Linked DNA regions of Danio rerio: region 1 is linked to region 2. The links are chromatin contacts, called in public Hi-C maps. All regions are on one chromosome and are shown on one strand. Each heading gives the region's core, a stretch centred on a gene start, on an enhancer-like site or on the middle of the called end of the contact. The rest is flanking DNA. Distances are from core to core; before and after follow the strand shown.

What was found. Hi-C and Micro-C count contacts between places; a contact is called where the count stands out from the background.
Region 1: a contact with region 2 is called in a Hi-C map of hematopoietic stem cells, with 2.2 times the contacts expected there. The contact joins the enhancer-like site here to the promoter of prdm15 in region 2. A contact is called at or near these places in 4 of 18 Hi-C or Micro-C datasets (caudal fin, fibroblasts, hematopoietic stem cells and 1 more) and 1 of 4 datasets of contacts at active chromatin or transcription factors (caudal fin).

Annotation. Positions count from the first base shown.
Region 1 is chr10:38,350,794-38,355,708 of GRCz12tu, forward strand. It overlaps tex14 (testis expressed 14, intercellular bridge forming factor), which reads left to right. Exons shown (of 29, transcript XM_073914998.1): 14 at 1,215-1,681; 15 at 3,405-3,481; 16 at 4,063-4,154; 17 at 4,240-4,452; 18 at 4,568-4,767; 19 at 4,880-4,915. It also overlaps a transcript of mdh2 not described here. Among named protein-coding and RNA genes, the nearest start is that of tex14, 12 kb to the left of the region's middle. Within about 2 kb of position 1,433, at least 5 of the 62 cell types and tissues checked have an H3K27ac peak or open chromatin away from gene starts, as enhancers often do.
Region 2 is chr10:38,295,568-38,300,585 of GRCz12tu, forward strand. It overlaps prdm15 (PR domain containing 15), which reads right to left and starts at 2,861. Exons shown (of 25, transcript XR_012386452.1): 1 at 2,797-2,861. c2cd2 (C2 calcium dependent domain containing 2) reads right to left here. Exons shown (of 15, transcript XM_009305500.5): 15 at 3,042-5,018. It also overlaps a transcript of mdh2 not described here.

The DNA of each region.
Region 1 (4,915 bases), core at 183-2,682, 54 kb after region 2:
CTTATTTGCTATTCATGTAATGCACTTGATAACAACCACTCCCACGGGCAGAACTGTGATAAAAACACAATGCTATTGGTTGTTTTTAACAGGGGAGGAGCCGTCCCAGATAGCATATGAATGTGGGCCACTTTAGGCAGTTATGCGGCACTGGTGGTATTCCTTTGGCCCAGACAAAATGAATTTAAGCCTAAAGTGGCCCATCTGTACAATGGCAAAGGGGGGCCAAAGATTCAAATTCATATATGGGCCATTTAAGGCAAAGATTTGGCACTTATGACAAAACGTAATCTGAAATATTTGGCACAGTTAGCTCTGGCTAATATGGCTGTGAGCCTAAAGCGGCCCAGAGGAGATATAGCAAATGTGGCCCAGTTATCTTAAAACATATGTGGAATACATAGACTAAAGTCACCATCATGGAGAAAAGTGTTTGCTTTAGTTGGGCTCATAGCCCTGAAACTCTTAATATAAATTTTCTTTTGGGCTGCTGTAAGTTTTAAGAACTTTGCTTGAAAAGTTTGTTCATTACAGCAAACAAAATGAAGTGAGGCACAACCTGTGATGAAATAATATAATTCACTGATGTTAGCCAATGTTTAATCCATTATTAGAAGTAATAGGCCAGATCTGAGCCAGAATAAAAGCAAATTGTGGCCCAGAATAGGATCAGTTCTGGTTCATTTGGTTAAATTATAGTGTTTGAACTCTTAGCAATGATTTTAAAACACACTGAACTGAGCTAAACTGAACTGAACTGAACTTAACCACTAAAAACTGAACTACACTGTTGCAGTTACTATAACCATTTATGTGAAGCTGCTTTGACACAATCTACATTGTAAAAGCGCTATACAAATAAAGCTGAATTGAATTGAATTAAATTGAATTGAATTCTGGCTGATATGTATTATTGCTTTGGCTTATTTGTGGCCCAGATCTGGCAAACAGGAGCGGACCGCCCAAGTGCCATCATTCCATGCGGTATGTGGGCCGGATGTAAGTGTCTGGTGTGGGCCAGATTTGAGCCACATAAATTTTGCTATCTGGGATGTCCCACCTTCTCTTCATGTTTAAGTTGAGATTACGTCAAACATCGAATAACAAAATGCACATTTCAGAGCTCTTCAAGGGACCTTTAAGTAAAATTTTAGAGCCTAAAAAAGTCAAAGAACATTTATAAATTAATATAGTTTGTTCTGTTCTTTCCTTAGTATATAAGCAGTGCAGGACTGCAAGACATGAGAGCCAGAAATATCATCAGGAGAGAATCTACAAAGAGGAAGAAGAGTCCACTGCAGACACTGATGACCTCCATAGGGATTCCTCACATAATGATATCACTGCTTCACATGAATGGCCTATTACCCATCATGCTCCACTCCCAGAGGATCCTCGTTGTAGTGATACAGACAATGATCTGGCTATCAGTCGCTCCATCTCAAAGCACACCGGCTCCATTGTTCTCAATCTTAAAGTGTCTCAGGTTCTTCTACAGCAAGCTGAGGAGAGTCTGGATAATGTGGAGGGGGCTCGAGTGGGTGCACCATGTTTTGATGAGGTGGATGCAGTGGTGAAGAGTGTGAATGTGGAAGAAGAATGCAGTGATGGTGTTGGAAAAGCATTTGGGCCACCGTCTAATAATTATTTACCAAAGGGGTGCATTCATGCAGATGAGGAGGTCAGTCAGTACAGCTCAGCTCAAGATGAGAGCTTCGGGAGCACAACCTATTCTAGTAGTGTACAGGTATTTTACAGAATTTAAGATAATTTATTTAGTGTAATAACAGTTTAAATCATAGTTGGTACACACTTTAAAGTCAGTATGATGATATTTTAAATGAATTATTATTTAAAATTGTCACAACAAAGCTGAAATTGCTGCACTGATATTTCTTAGAAATCATTGAATTTTGATCTGATCATTACACTGTAAAAATATAATCACAAAAAGTCAAGACAACAAATGTTTATTGTTGCTTTAACATATTTTAATAAGTTAATCAGCTTTCAACAATTTTTAACTTAGTGATTACAGTTGTATTGATTCTTAAACAAAATACAAAATAGAATCTGTCTCTGTACAGAATTAAACTTAGCCTGTTAACAAACCCAAACAAACTAGTGCCCAACTAAAGCATTGCCCTCACAATTAGGTTATAATTCAATTACAATACAATTAAAACCTTTGATATACAAACAAACTAAGAGGAAAAAATTAATAAATGAAAATAAATGAGGTTATTAAATAAAATCAGTGCTAACACCTTTCATTTTGATGATTCATTTGAGTATTAGTATAATGTCTGCTTAATTTCTATTGATACTGCTCTTTCAACAGACATTTAACTGACTATAAGAAACTTTGCAAGTACATGTAAAAACTTACAAACCCAACCGTAACCTAACAGTGTACTTATAATCTAATGAGATTTAGGTGGCATGTAGATGCAATGTAACTTAAATTCAACAAACGGACCATTAAAATAAAGTGTGACCAAATCAGTTCTTATAAACCCATCAGATTTACACATCCATAATTACTTGGACTATTTTTATAGTATAAGTATAGTTTGTCTATCTGCTATGCAAAGTTTAGCTTAATATTTTTGTCAGTTTGATTGATGCAAGTTTAGATGACTAGAAAAGTTGATTTGATTCAACAAATACATTTAAGGCAGCAAACACTTTTACAGTATACCAAACAGTTGTTCTGTTTAATATTTTTGTGGATACAATTTGCTCAGGATATTTCGATAAAAAAGAAAGTAAAAAAGGCAGGATTTGTACAAAATTATTGCTGAATAAAAGCATAAATTCAAATATATCTTACTGACCTCAAACTTTTGAATGGAAGTTCAGAGATTCCGAATATAAACTACCGTTCAAAATGTAATTTCAGCTCCAATGGACTACCTGTGGATTACTTGCTAACCTAAATTGGTAACACTTTAAAATAAGGATGTATTAGTTCATATTAGATATTGCATTTACTAACATGAACAAACAATGAGCAGTACATTTATTAAAGCATTTGTTCATGTTAGTTAACATTAGTTAATGAAAATACAGTAATGAAAATACAGTTGTTCGTTGTTAGTTCATGTTCTGATTCACAGTGGGTTATCTAATGTTAGCAGGCATGAATTTGCATTTTAATAAGGCATTAGACTATGGTTAATAAATTCTCTTCAAGTTTCGTTTATGTTAGTAAATACATTAACTAATGAAACCTTATTGTAAAGTTTGACCCTTAAATTTGTGAATAAATACTACCAAGAAAGATCAATGCAGAAAAAATGATATAAGAATAGCAATCAGTGCTCCTTAATTCTTTAAATTGTATGTTGATTAAATGATTGACAAAAAGGCATTTTTTAAAAGATACATTTAAAAATCGACAGGAGGAGGACACTGACTTTAAGAGATTTGAAGCAGCAAAGAGAAGACAGCCACTAAAAAGAGATCAGAAGTCAGACAGGTATGACAGATGAAGTATATGTCTAAAGCAGGGGTCACCAACATGGTGCCCGTGGGCACCAGGTAGCCCGCCAGGTTCACATGAGTTGCCCGCGGGCCTGTTCAAAAATAGCTTACCATAGCACCACATATGAGTAAGCTGCATCTAAAATTTTTATAGGTATTCTTTTTAAATCACACTTGCATTGGTGTAAATTTGAAAATTACTTTAAGTTATATATTAAAAAAAAACTTAAAAACAATTTCAGACAAATGAAGTGTTGCATATGGATATTTATCTAACTTGTTAAATCATTGTTGACAACTACTGTGAGAAATCATTAACATGAACAATGTCTTCACATAGATGAATATTATTAATTATAACATATAATTAAATGTAAATTAAGAAAAATGTGTTAGTTAATAACTGGTAGCCCTTCACACTAATCGGTACCCAAGAAGTAGCTCTCAGTTTCCAAAAGGTTGGTGACCCCTGGTCTAAAAGATTTATTAAAATCATCCGCTAAAAGAAAAGATAAATGGCAACAACAAGAATGATGTTCTGATGAAATAAAAATAAATAAAAACTCTTTCTTTCAGGATATATATGCAACTTGGGCTATCAGAGGGCCAGAAAGATGGCAATCACAAATCTCTTGAAGAACATTACCAGACAAAAGCCACATGGACCAGTGAGACATTCATTATCATTCATCTTCTCGTGCCGTTTATCCAATTTAAAGAAAAAATATGTGACAAATAAATTGTTTTATGCAGGTGAAGTTAGTGAAATGGTGGCCCTAATGGCTCGTGGACGATTGGGGAGACACTTGGGTGCAGTGGGCAGCAGTGACAGTGAGGATAGAGAAGAGCAACAGCACCACCTACTGGACTGGGAAGATCACAGCAGCAGACACAGCGTCAACAGCTACCAGGAGTCCGAGAGCCAGAAAAGCTCTAATCTGGAGCAACTGTTTAAGAGTTTTGCTGGTAAAAATAGAGTTGTCTGTTAAGATGTTTTATTCAGTATTTTATATAGTCATTTATGAATTCAGTGCTTTCATAAAATCCAATCATATGTTTTCTTATTGCTGTTTACTGTCAGGTATTCAGAGTGATAGTGAGGAGAGCACAAACTACCACACTATCAATCACACTTTTGATGTGAACGATGGAGCAGAGTTGTGTTCAGAGGATGAGGACAGTTCAGATTACTCTCAGACAAATTTGGAGGCTTCTAGCATGTTCTATACACCCAAACACCAGCTGTCCGACAGCGCATCAGCTGGTGAAGAGCATTCTCAGGTGAAACGGCACTAGGATTTGATCCTCTCCAAATAATACTGCAAAATTAAGACTTTAGACTTTTGCATTAAGGAGTTGTGGAAATGTAACTTCTACATCTCTTATTTCTCAGTCACTGAGCTCAGATGACGAGTTAGAAGTCACAGTG
Region 2 (5,018 bases), core at 1,611-4,110:
AACATTGATGCTGTAATAAGAACCTTATGATATTGAAAACATTAAGCTTTCACCATAATTTTATCATTGGCTGAAGAACACTAGCTGTGCATAGAGCCCATCGACAAGGTTTTTGCTGACAAACTTGAATGTATTTTGTAAACTGTGAGCAAATTTTGATTCGATGGCTGCATCACACTGCAAAAAGTTTGAACAGGGGGAAAATAAAAGAGAAAAGGTTATAGAGTTTCCAAATGAAACAGATTTGAAACAGTCTACAATAAACAGGTAAATTACTAATACTTGAGGCTTTCATGACAGAGTTAAAAAAAAATGTGCATTTCAGTCTTTTGAAATCAAAGCTGGATGGATCAAGACTTATCGCTTTGTCCCAAAAGATATGAGAGAATAAATATACAAAAATTTTATTTATCAGGCGACACGGTGGCTCAGTGGTTACCACTGTCGTCTCACAGCAAGAAGGTCACTGGTTCGAGTCCCGACTGGGTCAATTGGCATTTCTGTGGGGAGTTTGCATGTTCTAACCAAGTTAGTGTGGGTTTCCTCCGGTTTCCCCGTATGAGTGTGTGTGTGAATAGTTTGTATAGTATATCTGTGACTAGTGTGTTTGTATAACTATCAATGGTACAACTGTTAATGCGTCTAACTGCAACCCAGTACTGGGATGCAGCTGGAAGGGCATACGCTGTGTAAAACATATGCTGGATAAGTTGGTGGTTCATTCCACTTTGGCGACCCCTGATGAATAAAGGGACTAAGCCGAAGGAAAATGAATGAATATTGCATTTTACAATTTTTTTTTAAAATTATGGTTGTATACCCTTTACACTTAATTTTTAAACACATTAGTTAAATTTGCTCATTTTTTAAAAGTTATTTTAATTTTAAATAATTTATTATTTTCTTTCAGAGGATATGTTTGTTTATAATTCATACATTTATGTATTTTATTTTGAGGGGATAGTGGGGAAAATAAGAAAAATAAAACAATCTGTAATTTTCCCTATGTTGTATTGTATATTATGATGTATTGTCTTGTTAAACACCAATAAAAGATTAAAATAAAAAATAAAAAACACATGAATGAATTCAAAGCGAAACACAACAAAAAATACTCTGTATTCATGTTACGCTATTTGTTTTTGCAAAATATACTGATTTATTAACCAATAACAATAAAAAAAAGAAACCTGGTGATCATCATTGTGGTAAAGTTGGTTTTATATTCTCACATTCATTCATTTTTGAACAGTGGCCATTTGTGACACCCTACTATAAATATTCAGTCTGAAATCGCATGCAAGTATAACTTAAAAACAACATTAGCACTATTTAATTGACCGTGAACAATGTTGTACTTTGCTAGTCCTTGCTTGCCAATATAATATCCCAATTTATAATTTGCAAAGAACACTTTTTTAAAATTATATTAAGAGGGTGAAAGCCTGAATGTGCAAATATAAAACTTTACCATGATGCGATCATCTGCAAATTGAGCAATGTCATGCAAAGCTTAACCTTGCCATGAAAACAATTACATTTTTACCAAAATAGCGAACCTAAGTTTTTTTTTTTTGTAGGTTTGTACTTTAAAAGACTGTAAAACTTTTAAAACATGTCTCTGTCAATGTTCTCAAACAATTATATTTGATTGACCAAAGTCAGACAATTGGCAATTTCACATCTGTAACATCCATAACCAAGCTTTTTGCTCATAAATACAAAAATGTTAAATAAAAATATATCAATCATCTTTGTTCTATAGTGAGCCAACGCTTCTCCTTTTGATTATCATCGTTTATTTTGATTTGTGCAGTTTATTTTACAGAATTTCTACAAAGTATGTTGTATACTGTAAACTTGCATGCTTTTTTAGGTCACCTCCATAACACATGTTTATTTTCCTCATTTAAAGTGTAAAAAATGTTTACAGGTTGATATTTTTCTGATCCCACAACTCTGTGGCTAGTTGTTTTAAAAAATATAATCAGATGCTTCAATATGTAAACATATACTCTCTCTGTGGATTTGTTTTGAGTTTTTACTTCAAATATCACATCCATAACACTGGAATTGCTCAATTGTTAAAGTACTTTTTTTTTATAAACATAAGACAAATTTGAGGATATACTAACATATTCAATTTCCAAACATGTGATGTGGATGTGCAAAACGTTAAGGTGTATTCAGCTATTTATAATACAAACAGTTTCTATGATATATTTTAAAAAATAGTTGTAAACTCTGAAGTAAAACGGTCTAAAACGTGTGGAAACATTTGTATACTAAATAATATTGCTTTCGTTTTGATAATATCTAGTGAATGATAAATGCACACACAGTGAAAAAAACCTATAAATGCAACTTTGTGCTCATTCAGACAATGCAACAGATTTTGTTGACGCTCCTCAGCACAACAATCACAACACATGACGCTCTTTAACAACGCAGAACGGGGAGCTGTCCGCGGATGAAACGCCGGAAAGCAGTCGGGGGAAACAGCACAATGCGGACAGAATCCGTGATTTGGGAAGATTTCAAACTGTAGCCGGGTTTTAACTCCGATCTCAGGCTGCGCTCGCTCTCTTTCAGCAATGCAAATGTAACAAAGAACAATCGGCATGGCGGATGGAATGGAGACGCTGAAGCTCATCTGGAGCCAGAGCGTTTGAAAGCGAAAAGCGCGAGAAACTCACACTTTTAGCGGCTCCTGCAGCTTTTAATGAAGAGCACGAGCACATTTCGCGCGATGCGTTTGAATATAAATGCTTCACAAGTTCAGCGTAAAGTCATTACCTGTTTTCCAAACGTCTACACATTTAGTGAATCCTGACTCCGGGTTCCAATCCGCTCCAGAAACCGCGCAGGACCGGAAATAAGACCCGTGATAGGGCATTATGGGAGGTGTAGTTTTCTCTCTTTCTCTACACACGCTCTAAGCGATTTTTCTCGAATATTACTTCCAACTGACTATTAGTTTTTGACTTTAACACAAATACAAAAGCAACACACACACATTAAAAAGTCGAATAAGACAAAAAGGTGTTCGTTCAGGGTTTATTGCTCAAACCAGTAAAGGTATGCTAACAAACAGAATTCCTGCATAGCATAGATTGATATTCTTCTGACATTAAAGGTCTTTGTCACGTTATTTTAATAGAGCTGTTCAGTCATGACGTCAATTTGTAGGCTAAACATGATGCTAACTTACAGGTTCCCTCAGAGTATTCCTTTTGAGGGATGTAAACAAAAACAATGGTCCCAACGTATTTCCTGTTTTACATTTTTAGTATCTTAGCTTCCAAGAATCCAAAAAGGGCCACATATTGATAAACAATGTTATGATAGCTGTTTTAACATTAAGTTATCATTGAATTGCCTCTTGTTACAGTTGAAATTAAATAGTTTGATAACAAGCAGGAAATGTTAATGGGCCAATGACATGACCACATTGAAATGGTCTCAAAATGTAATGTTATTTGACTTTTTAAACACAATCTCAAATTTTAAAAGCTAATTGTTCATTAAAAACTGCAGAAAAGCTAGCATCTGTGTGGTAGCTGTAGCCTTTACATAGCAACAAATGAACCATTAGCAAGCACAGCAATGTGTCTACGTATAATTTGTGCTATAAATAAACAGACATTATTTTTTTTTCTAATTTAATTGTAAACCACTATTCTTAACATCCCCATCGCTTTTTAAGACTACAAAAACTGAACAGCTCTTAGTTCTTACTGGATATGTGTGATCTTAATATTGCAGGTATATATGTTACGGTGAGCTTTCATGGATACAATAATCATTCGCAACAACGGCAATTCCTAAGGGCGTTCAATACATCCAATAGAAAGCACAGATGAATCAGGTTAACAAGGAGTTCTGCAATGCATATGGTTACAATGATGATATGAGGACTGATGTGTGTGATTTCATTTAAATGGCTGGGACGGCCACTTAAGCAGGACAAAAATAAAATACAAAATCTTCACGTGCCTCCTTTCATTTCACTGGAAATACAACTTGATGATGTGTTAACAGGCAAGATGTACAACACAACCTACACTAAAAACAAAACAGTAGTCCTCCCCAAATACAAATTTGACAAGCCAGACTGCTGAGGTTTCTTTCTGGCAACATTCAGAATGGACAGGCATTCAGGTTTCTTCTACATATGCAGCTCGAGTTCAAGTAAATGTCAAGCGGAGCCTGTTATTGAATCTCCCAAAGCGCAAATCCACTGCAGTTCTTCACACAGGCTCAAACAGTTGAGGTCCAAAACACAAACGGGTTGGCATTCACTGCCAACATTTCATGTGGCTTAAGAGTATATGGGAAAGAAAAACAGCACGCTTAAAATAATAACTCCTAAACAAACAATACCAAACACGCATGTATTCTAACATTTCTCAATTAGGGGGAGGGGGAATGCCCTTGCTTAGTGTTAAAAGCTTAGGTGCAACTCACTTTTTTTTTTTTTTAAACGTGTGGCACCGTGGGAAAACTAAGAGAGAAAAACACATTCTCTTTATATAGTTAGATAATGATGTATGCTTAAAATCTAAATATTAAATAAAAAATATATATAATCAATGTTTTCCCCATCTTTTTTTTGTGTGTATTATGTAATTAAAGGGTAAACGCTGAACCACACCTTTTTTAAAGCAAACATATCAGTGCCAGACTAGAACATTCTTAAACATTTATATTAACGTTATACAGCAGGGAAAATAAGTATTAAACATGTCATTTTGCTCAGAAAACATGTTTCTAAAGGTGCTGTTGAAGATATCACATACGGAGTATGTGTCAATACCACGGCCATATTTGTACAGTGCTTCCAGGACAAATGTCATTCAACCGCACTTAGTCAAGACTAAAGCCAATCTGAAGATGTTGGACTTCTGTGCTGTGTACGGGTGTAGCAACGAGCAAACAATGAAAACAAAGCATAAAGGCAGAATATTTTGTTTTTTAACAATTTTGTTTTTGTATGTTACGAACTTTTGTGCTAAACA